2 separate regions of the Xenopus laevis genome follow, and region 1 is linked to region 2. The links are chromatin contacts, called in public Hi-C maps. All regions are on one chromosome and are shown on one strand. Each heading gives the region's core, a stretch centred on a gene start, on an enhancer-like site or on the middle of the called end of the contact. The rest is flanking DNA. Distances are from core to core; before and after follow the strand shown. Region 1 overlaps LOC121393191 (a long non-coding RNA gene). Region 2 holds the start of arntl.S (aryl hydrocarbon receptor nuclear translocator like S homeolog).

Region 1 (5,627 bases), core at 315-2,814, 71 kb after region 2:
ACAATCTGCTTTAAAGAGGCGGCAGCTACAACAATTGTGGGAGGAAAGAAAATGCCTGTTAAGCCATTGGTAGTTTTATTGCCGAGTGATTAGTCCCATCAGAGGCTCTTAAGGGGCCACCCGGTTCTTTCCACAGATCCCAGCCTTTGGCTATTGTTAAAGGACAAGTAACTCTGCATTAGCCCTGTCTTACAGGACATATGGGAGGAAAACCTTGTTGATAAGAAAGCTTAGCAAAAGCCAGAGCTAACAAAACCACTGCACTTTTTAAAATTCAAATGTGACCCTCTAATGGGAGAGGAAAAGCTGCTGTAGGAGGCCTGACAATGGGATATATTGTTTGCCCCAAGAAGACAACACCATTGCCCGCAAATATTTTCCATAAATTACTAAGAATATTGCACACCAGGTACATTTTAATTACTGAAGAATTCCTCCCCCCCTCCACAAACCACACATAGTACAAGCCTCTATACGTTTTCTCTATGAAATAATGGACTTTTTTTTCATTATGACTTTAATTAATGAAATTTGCCTAAAACACAACGTTCCCCTCCCCCCCGGGCGGTTGAGCTCTTCCCTTGTTCTTTGTCAGTATCTTAATCTTTAGTGCATAGAATCAAAGAAAAATATAATTTATGCAAAATGGTATTTGAAAATGGGCCACAAAAGTCACAGCCTGACACTGCTTATAAAGTGGGGTACAGAGCCCCTTGTGGTTGCACCTTTCTTTCTGGCGTTAATCTTGCTTTATGGCAGTGATGTTCATTCAGGATCAAGTCTGTCGAGGCACGTGGCAGCTTAAGTTACCCTTAGCTGGGAGAGAAGAACTACAGAGACTCAGCAGTGACAGAGCCAACAAAACCACCGAACCTTTAAAACAAAGCAAATCGTAAACCCGTATGAGACTGAATATAACATCCCAGTTAAAGATTATGTTAAGCAGGGTGGTTATGTGATAAAATGATCCCCATCTGGACTGGATTTTGTTTATTGGAACGGCACAAGGGCAGCTTGATTTACACATTAACATAGGGATAATAGGGAGTTTATCCCCACATGTCGGCCCTCCCCATCCATCAGCCGCTCAATCCAGCGGAGCCCTTGTCCCTTCATGGCCCTCTGCAATGTGATCTTGTTGTTATTTAAAAGAGCTTTCCTGGTCTGAGAGCTGCATTGAGTCCCAGGGAAGTGCCTGCGGGGCCCATTCTTTCTCTTGGTGTCGGGGTGGCTCTGATGGATCAGGGATTATTTTCTTTCCCCCAGGAATGAATGTTTTTTCATGATAGATGGAATCCGCAGGGGTTTTAAAGATTTACCCCCTCCTGCTGTGTGGGTTCTGCTGACTTGAGAGTTGTATGGACTGCTGAGGGCCCCTGTACCATGCAGGGCCCCTGGGCATCTACACAGACTATATATGTACCCATGCTCACAGATGCAGAAATGAATTACCAACATCCAATGAGGAGCAGACATGAAACTCATTGGCGGTTTCAGTCACCGAATCTCCGTCACCCAATGGAGGCAGGTAATGGTGATTTGCTGTATTGTAATAAGCAAGTAGGGCAATTTGTCCCAGCAAGACACATTCAGGTGAACGTGATGAGTCTGATAGCGTCTTCACTTTCCTGATCCACCAGTCACTTGATACCCTGGCGATAAAATATTTAGATGCCCAGGAACGATGCCTGCCAACTGTGTGATGCCGCCCTTTGTTACAGCCAATCTGTGGGTGAATATCAGTCACTCCTACTGTGTGATTAGCACGAGTTACTCTCTGTCTGCTTCAGCATTGTTGTATTAGAGGAAGAGATGGAATGGGCCCTTGGCATGGTAGTAAATTGGGGTCCCATCATTTGCATGCCAATGCAGTATCCCTCTTGTATAGAAATACACTGCTCTCTGCGGGGAGTTTATTGGCTCTCCATAGAGCTGCTGCTGTTGGTAGGGGAATGATAATAGCAGGTACGGCAAGATGAAGACAGTAGGGCAAGATGGAGACAGTAGGGCAAGATGGAGACAGTAGGGAAAGATGGAGACAGTAGGACAATATGGAGGCAGTAGGGAAAGATGGATACAGCAGGGCAAGGTGGGGACAGCAGGGCAAGCTGGAGACAGCAGGGCAAGATGGAGACAGCAAGACAAGAAGGAGACAGCAGGGCAAGATGGAGACAGTAGGACAAGATGGAGACAGCTGGGCAAGATGGAGACAGTAGGACAAGATGGAGACAGCAGGGCAAGGGGGGACAGTAGCGCAAGATGGAAACAGTAGGCAAGAGGGAGACTGTAGGACCTAGATAGTTTGTGAGCTCTTGTGAGTAAATCCTACTGTAACCCTTGGCTGCCCCATGGCTCATCCAACTCCAGGTGTAACTTGTCCTGTGATGTCTCCAGGGATAAGTCACCGGCTGGTTCCACAGAACAGTTACTCATTGTGTTTGTAGTCAGGGAATTTAAGGAGGGCTCCTTGGATCCCACTTCCCTATGGGGGCAATTAATGACTCATCGTTGTAACCGTCACTGTTTTCTTTTTATGGAGATCAAAGGCCAAAGAAACAGAAGTTGTCAGTGAGGTGTCACTGTGCCTTTAAGTGCAACTAAATATCATATTATTGGCATTTCCCAGGCTTGGGACTTCCCCCCCCGTCTGTGTCTATTCTATGCCACCCCTTGCTGAAGCCTGGAACCCAAAGGCAAAATCAGCACCCAAGTTAAATGATTATAGAGCCTCATAATACCCCAATACCTATGAGCCCCCAAATTGATACAGCACCGGGAATACCAGACTGTCCCAATCAGATCCAGACAGGTGGCAGTTCCTTAACACAGAGCAGGAAGTTGGGATATAAAAAGTGACCTTGGATGAGATAACAACTCTCAGACTTTATCTCATTTCCCAGTTGTTGAGAAAATAAGCCCAGTCCCAGGCTGATAAATGGATTATTCCACCTAAACTCCCTGGGTGCAAGTTAAATCCATGCGGTGTCCCTCTTTTTTTATCCGATTCCTAAGTAGCCGGGAGTTGTACCTTCCACACCTCGATTGAATTATTAGACACGTCTGTCACCTAGTGGGCATTTGATAATATTGCCAATGGGGAATAAAGGTGTAACTTTTAGCTTGACCTGTAAGTGGAGCAGACACTGTGTGAAACAGTAAAAATAGTAGAAAGAAAACAGCTGATCCCAAAAAAGATAGTGTCCCTTTGAATATAAAGTATTTGTGTCCCTCCAAGTGTCTGGTGTCACTTTAAACATAGGGAATTCTCGGTAGTTATTATTAATAACAAGATGTGCACTCGTAGTGCTTCTTTATGACCACCCCCCTCATTGTAACCAGTTTCTAGAACTCCACAATGAATGTTTTGTTTTTTTTTTGTTATAATGAGATTTTCAAGTTATAAAAAAATAATAACAGTGCCCATATCTGTATTATATTCCCATGAACTCCTTTATTGTCACATAAGACATAACAAGGCACAGAGATGAGGAGAGGGGAGAAGATGCAGGGGGCACAGAAATTGGGAAAGGAGCTTGGAGAAGATAGGACACTGGGATTGGGAAAGGAGAGGGGAGGGGGCATGGGGATTGGGAAAGGAGCTGGGAGAAGATAGGACACTGGGATTGAAAAAGGAGAGGGGAGAGGGCATGGGGATTGGGAAAGGAGAGGGTAGAAGATTGAGGGGGCACTGGGATTGGGAAGGAGAGGGGAGAAGATTGAGGGGGCACTGGGATTGGGAAAGGGGAGAAGATGGAGAGGGCACGGGGATTGGGAAAGGAGAGGGGGGAGAACATTGAGGGGGCACTGGGATTGGGAAAGGAGAGGGTAGAAAATTGAGGGGGCACTGGAATTAGGAGAGGGGAGAAAATGGACAGGACACTGGGATTAAGAAAGGAGAGGGGAGAAGATTGAGGGGGCACTGGGATTAGGAGAGGGGAGAAGATGGAGAGGGCACTGGGGTTAGGAGAGGGGAGAAAATGGACAGGGCATTAGGATTAGGATGGAGAGGGCACGGGGATTGGGAAAGGAGAGGGGGAGAAGATTGAGGGGGCACTGGGATGGGGAAAGGAGAGGGAACAAGATGGAGAGAGCACAGGGATTGGGAGAGGGGAGAAGATGGAGGGGGCACTGGAATTGGGAAAGAAGAGGGGAGAAGATGAAGAGGGCATGGGGATTGGAAAAACGGGAGAAGATGGCGGGGGCACAGATTTTTGGAAAGGCAAGAAGATGGAGGGTTTAGGACTGTAGGCGCTTCCTGTAATAAAAATTCCACCAAATTCTAAGTCCCTCTTTGTCAGAACACCTTTGATGTCTCTTAGATCAAGTGCCTCTCAGCTAGTAAATCGGTTGCCGTTCTCTCCCTCCGGACACACAGCACCTTGCCGCTCAACCTCCGAGACACAAGACAAAAAAGAGAGCAAATTGTACACTGCTGCAATATAGACACAGGTTCCCCGCTTAGTTACTACTTAATAGCATGTAGGTGCTTATTCACAGTGCAGCCCAGTTTGTGGTCCTTTCGGTGGCCTCCTATTCCACATGCGTCTATACACTTCCTGGATCCTCTGTCGCGACTACGGAATGTTACTTGGTACAGCGAACAGCGAAGTCCAGATGCTCTGGACTGGGAAACCGTTTCGGGAAAACAGGAAGAAGGCTCAATAATACGGTTTATCTTTCATTACAATAAATAATACACACTCTTGAAATCAAAGTTTCTGGCCCAACGCGTTTCGTGATTATTTCAATTCATCAGAGGCTGTAATTTACCTCACTAGATTGCTCCAATTAAAATACATATATCAGCGAATCAGAATATATGTTACATATTAAATATAAATCCATAAGTATTAAATAAAACAATTAATATCCAATTCTATATTTAAACCACAAGGCTGTAGTGTTTTTAAGGATATTATCCACCGAGTTTCCTCCTTGGAAATTATTTGAACATTATTCCCACCTCTCCAATTCCTTGTCTTTTTTTGAAAATACAACATCCAAAAATTCCGGATATATATATATGTATTGACAAAATGCAGGGATTGACAGCACTCCAAGGAAATACATCAAGTCAATAATTCAAATGAAAGTGGAGATTTATTGGTGATCCAACGTTTGGGCTTCGCACAGAAGCCTTCGTCAGGGAAAGAAAAGCAGTGCACAAGTGTTTGGGGCTTTAAATAGGGTAAAAAATGACTCCAAGACACCTGTATACGATGCCTGTCACTCATCGTTTGTTATGCAAAGCAGTATATACATGTGGATACAAAGGCAAATGTTGTTATCCATGTTAGGTATGCCCCTTTGTATGGGAGAGTTCTGCTTATACACAGGGTGCGTCCTACTATTACCCCACTCTGTCACATTATTCTGATGTGTAGCGAGCTACCCGTCCTATGCCCTGTATAGATGGGCCGGAAATGCACCAGAAACCCACAGTGAGCGGCGTTGTACCGTTGCTAGGCAATCCATGTCCGTCGCCGAGCACTCAACTGCTAGCAACTGCAAAGGGGAGCCAGCAGAGACAGCGCTTGTGGGCGAATGTTAGTGGAGGGTTTTGCGGAGTGTGCAGTCACTGAAACCAACGGCTGCCTACTGCCAGCGGTTCTACCCAGCCACATCAT
Region 2 (5,141 bases), core at 1,330-3,829:
ACAGACTCTGCTTTTAGTCACCAATGATTGTTACACATAACGCTTAACCCAGTAAGATTGAGGAATGAATGGCTATTGGGAAGTTGTATCAGTAGGGACAGACACAATGACAGTTACACAGAACTATAAACCCAGTGAGAATGAGGAAAGAATGGATATTGGGAAGTTGTATCAGGAGTCAGAGGCAGCAGTGCAGAGAAAGGGACAGATACAATGACAGCTACACAGAACTATAAACCCAGTGAGAATGAGGAAAGAATGGATATTGGGAAGTTGTATCGGGAGTCAGAGGCAGCAGTGCAGAGAAGAGAAAGGGACAGACACAATGACAGCTACACAGAACTACAGTATAAACCCAGTGAGAATGAGGAATGAACGGATATTGGGAAGTTGTATCAGGAGTCAGAGGCAGCAGTGCAGAGAAAGGGACAGACACAACAACAGTTACACAGAACTATAAACCCAGTGAGAATAAGGGATTAATCGATTTTTGGAAGTTGCTTAGAATGATATTTTCTTAGGTAAAATGCAATGTTAGGGTTTATACTCCCTTTAAAGCCATACGCAGGTCTCTCATTTCCAAGTCTTAGTGCTAAATAAAATCACTCGGTAGAGCGGAACCCCACATTTTAAACCAAAAGGGAGCAATTTGCCTGGTTATAAAACAGGGGATGACTGACCCTGACCCAAGACGGTTCTGCTACACAAGAAGCTTTTGTCCTATGAACAGGTGGCTGGCCCAGACCTCTTATGTAGCGTGGGAGCAAGAGGCTTAGCAAAGGCAGCTCTGTAACCCCTGACTCCCAGTGCTCCGGATATATCCATGGTAACAATTAGAGTGTAAGCTCTCAGGGCCGGGAAACCTTTGTCTGTGTTTTGAGGTAAAATCAATTTGTTACATGTAATTCATGACTCGCCTTCATCTGCCACTCAACACTTCAATCCCTGACGCATAGGAAATGGCTGATTAGTAATTAATGACGCTGACGTATCTCATGGCTGCATGGAAACCAGTGTGACCGGCGGCGTGCATGGAAATGAAGGATTTAACCTGGTTTAAATATGATTCATCGTACAAATCAGAGTTGTGGTGCCCCTACCCCATGTAAAGGTGCCATGTGCTCAGAGTAAAAAAAAAAAAACCCACATGCCTGAATATATTTTTAAATACTGCCCCCCCATACACACACACACTGGGGCATATTTTGGGCAATAGCTGTAATATCATGCCCCAGCTGCCCTTCTCATGCCATACTTACAACTAAACAGAAATCCCTGCTACAAACAGCTTGCAATCTATCACATATGCAGTTATATATCCCCATTTCCATTTCTTACACAAACCAGTGTCCCAGTATAAATGACCAGTATCTGGGAGGGAATAAAATCCCAATATACTTTGATAAAATCCCATCACCTGCTGCCGTTCCCAGGACTTCTCTTACTTCTCCCCCCAGCTTGTCTGTTATTCCTATTATAATAGCTATTTCCCAGATATATTCCCAGTCACCGTCTCAGAATTCCTGAAATGTAACATCCAGAAGCTCTGACAAAATATTTCCATTGCTGTCAATTATTCCATGTTTTTCCATGTACCCGAGGTCACATTCCCAATTCGCAGCCTGATAATTGCCCATTTACATGGGAGCAACATATGTGACTGTAAAACACCTGATCTCTTGCTGATAAATCCGGCATCCAATTCAATCACATTCAATAAAAATTCTGCAGGCGCCACTGCCCATTTGAGCCAATGCACTTTCCAAGCTCCCAGAACATCAATTATTTCCCACTTCCCAGTATTCCAGATAATTGGCCCATATTCCCAAATCCCAAGCAAAAACATATTCCAGGGTATAAACATTTCCTGTATTCTCTTTATTCACAGATATCCAAACACACATTCCAGTTGTAAACATTCCCAGTATGCCAAAATATAATTCCAGTATCCATGTAATCATTCCCAGCATGACATCACACATTCTCTGACTTAACGCTGTCAGTATCCCAGTACCCAAGGCTCCCAGTAAACACTTTATACCAATAACCATTCCCAGGGCCCCAGTACTTAACAACAGCCTTCCAGTATCTTATTCCCAGTATTCCTATCGGACATTCCCACTACACATTCCCAGTATTCGTATCAGACATTCCCAGTATTCTTATCAGACATTCCCACTACACATTTCCAGTATTCCTGTCTGACATTCCCAGTATTCCTGTTGGACATTCCCACTAGACACTTCCAATATACCTATATTCAGATCAGATATTCCCAGTACTCCTGTCAGACATTCCCACTACACATTCCCAGTATCCCTGTCAGACATTCCCAGTATTCCGGTCATACACTGGCAATACAAAAGTGCAGCTTCCCAGTATCCCCGCGACCCAGTGGCCATTGCCAGCAGATAATCCCACACACAGGCAGTTTCCCAGTAAACCTTCCCAACAGAGCCCCTGGCAGCGCTGTGCAAATCAGTGCCAAAGGCCAGGCTTGGGGTCCCCCCACCCCAGTGTGCCAGCAGCAGAGGAGGAGGAGCACTCACCGTCAGGCGCACGCAGGGAACTGGAGGAGACACAGCTACCCGTCCCTGACCTACTTTCTGCCCTCACTAAATGTCGCACCACTAACCTACTTTCCAGCCAATGGCGTTCGAAGGCACCCTAGATGTCAGTGCCAGCCAATCACAGCCATCCAATTCCGTGATATCCAATAGGAGCCGCGTTCCTACTTCATAACATCTCTAGCAACGTCATCCAATGAGAAACTCCGAGAAACCAAGCTGCAGCCATGGCGGTACACAAATGGGGGAGCGTTCTTAGCGGCCATCTTGGTGGTGGCATTAGACGGCGGTTTCATGGCTACGCATAAGGAGGAGGCGGGAGACCTAAATATAGCCCTGATTAATGTTTATTAATGCATTAAAAGTTCCCAATATGGAAAGAGAAAGAGCAGATAGATACCCCCAGTGTCCGACGTCCCCCAAACCACAGCTCCTTCTTTATGCGCAGCCTTCACATACCCACAAGCAATGGGTGAGACATCTGGACTAAGCTAATTCTGACCCGGGCTGCACCATCTGCAGGTGGTTTGTGTCTCCCCCAATCACTGAGCCCCTGGCTGCACACTGTGTTTATGTAGAAACTAAACCTCCTGCAGAATGAGTTGCCCAAGGATTTCTCTCAGCGAATCAGCGGCTGGTTCTGTTCTGTTGACAGTTGATTGGGCTCCAGCATTTCCTTGGCTTGTGCCAGTGACACCCACTGTTGGCTCCTCTCCTATTGTTACAAAGCAATCGGATATCTCACAGCTGAAATGTTTCAGATCCCAGAGCAGAGAGATTTATGTCTGGAACACGAGAGCAAAGGTCGGCGCTGAAATTTTGCCCGGGGGCTTCATCTACTTTATCTTCCAGCAGTCTGGCGCCCCTAGTGGCCAGTGTTTGCACAATGTGTAATGGGAGAGAGCGACAGTGTCTGTGAGTAACACTACTGGGAGCATAGTTATCTGTGCTGAGAGGACAGGAGGATAGTTATGGGTGCTGAGAGGAAAGGAGCATAGTTATGGGTGCTGAGAGGACAGGAGAATAGTTATGGGTGCTGAGAGGACAGGAGGATAGTTATGGGTGCTGAGAGGACAGGAGGATAGTTATGGGTGCTGAGAGGAAAGGAGCATAGTTATGGGTGCTGAGAGGAAAGGAGCATAGTTATGGGTGCTGAGAGGACAGGAGAATAGTTATGGGTGCTGAGGGGACAGGAGAATAGTTATGGGTGCTGAGAGGAAAGGAGCATAGTTATGGGTGCTGAGAGGAAAGGAGCATAGTTATGGGTGCTGAGAGGACAGGAGAATAGTTATGGGTGCTGAGAGGACAGGAGAATAGTTATGGGTGCTGAGAGGACAGGAGGATAGTTATGGGTGCTGAGAGGAAAGGAGCATAGTTATGGGTGCTGAGAGGAAAGGAGAATAGTTATGGGTGCTGAGAGGACAGGAGGATAGTTATGGGTGCTGAGAGGAAAGGAGAATAGTTATGGGTGCTGAGAGGACAGGAGGATAGTTATGGGTGCTGAGAGGACAGGAGGATAGTTATGGGTGCTGAGAGGACAGGAGGATAGTTATGGGTGCTGAGAGGACAGGAGGATAGTTATGGGTGCTGAGAGGAAAGGAGAATAGTTATGGGTGCTGAGAGGACAGGAGAATAGTTATGGGTGCTGAGAGGACAGGAGAATAGTTACAGTTAGGCCCATAAATCTTTGGACAAAGACAACTTTTTTTAAAATTTTGGTTCTGTACTTTACCACAATTAATTTTAAATGAAACAACTCAGATGCAGTTGAACTGCAGATTTCAGCTTTAATTCAGTGGGTTGAACAAAAAGATTGCATAAAACTGTAAAGAACTAAAGCCTTTTGTAACACAATCACTTTATTTCAGGGGCTCAAAAGTAATTGGACAAATTAAAAACTGAAAATAAAATGTTAATTTCTAATACTTGGTTGAAAACCCATTGCTGCCAATGACAGCCTGAAGTCTTGAACTCATGGACATCACCAGATTCTGGGTTTCCTCCCTTTTAATGCTCTGCCAGGCCTTTACTGCAGCGGCTTTCAGTTGCTGTTTGTGTGTGGGCAGGGCCGCTTCTGCCATGAGGCAAGGTGAAACCCTTGCCTCAGGCGGCAGCGAGCGGCCAGTTACAAGGGGTGGCAAAAAGCCGCCTCTTGTAACTTTAAGAGCCGAACTTCCGGGTTTTAACCCGGAAATTCGGCTCCGCTAGTGCAAAAAGCGCTATTGCGCTCAATGCACTAGCGATACTGCCCCCTGAAACCCGCTCCGACGCTAATTTTTAAGCATGGAGCGGGAGAGGAGGGGGGTGGCATCTGGGCTGCTGCCTCAGGCGGCAGCAGCCCCATAATCGGCGCTGTGTGTGGGCCTTTCTGTCAGAAGTTTAGTCTTCAACAAGTGAAATGCAGCTCAATTGGGTTCAGATCAGGTGACTGACTTGGCCATTCAAGAATATTCCACTTCTTTGCTTTAATAAACTCCTGGGTTGCTTTGGCTGTATGTTTTGGGTCATTATGAAACCACCTCCCAATCAATTTGACTGCATTTAGCTGGATTTGAGCAGACAGTGTCTCTGAAC

What was found. A called contact is a pair of places that touch in the nucleus more often than the background predicts.
Region 1: a Hi-C map of animal cap shows a contact between it and region 2, with 9 times the contacts expected there. The contact joins the enhancer-like site here to the promoter of arntl.S in region 2. A contact is called at or near these places in 3 of 4 Hi-C or Micro-C datasets (the XL177 cell line, the XTC cell line and animal cap).

The regions. Positions count from the first base shown.
Region 1 is chr4S:19,178,822-19,184,448 of Xenopus_laevis_v10.1, forward strand. The region is part of intron 1 of LOC121393191 (a long non-coding RNA gene); the gene reads left to right. Among protein-coding and RNA genes, the nearest start is that of LOC121393191, 7.2 kb to the left of the region's middle. Within about 2 kb of position 1,565, at least 1 of the 7 cell types and tissues checked has an H3K27ac peak or open chromatin away from gene starts, as enhancers often do.
Region 2 is chr4S:19,107,274-19,112,414 of Xenopus_laevis_v10.1, forward strand. arntl.S (aryl hydrocarbon receptor nuclear translocator like S homeolog) reads right to left here and starts at 2,580. Exons shown (of 18, transcript NM_001095555.1): 1 at 2,550-2,580.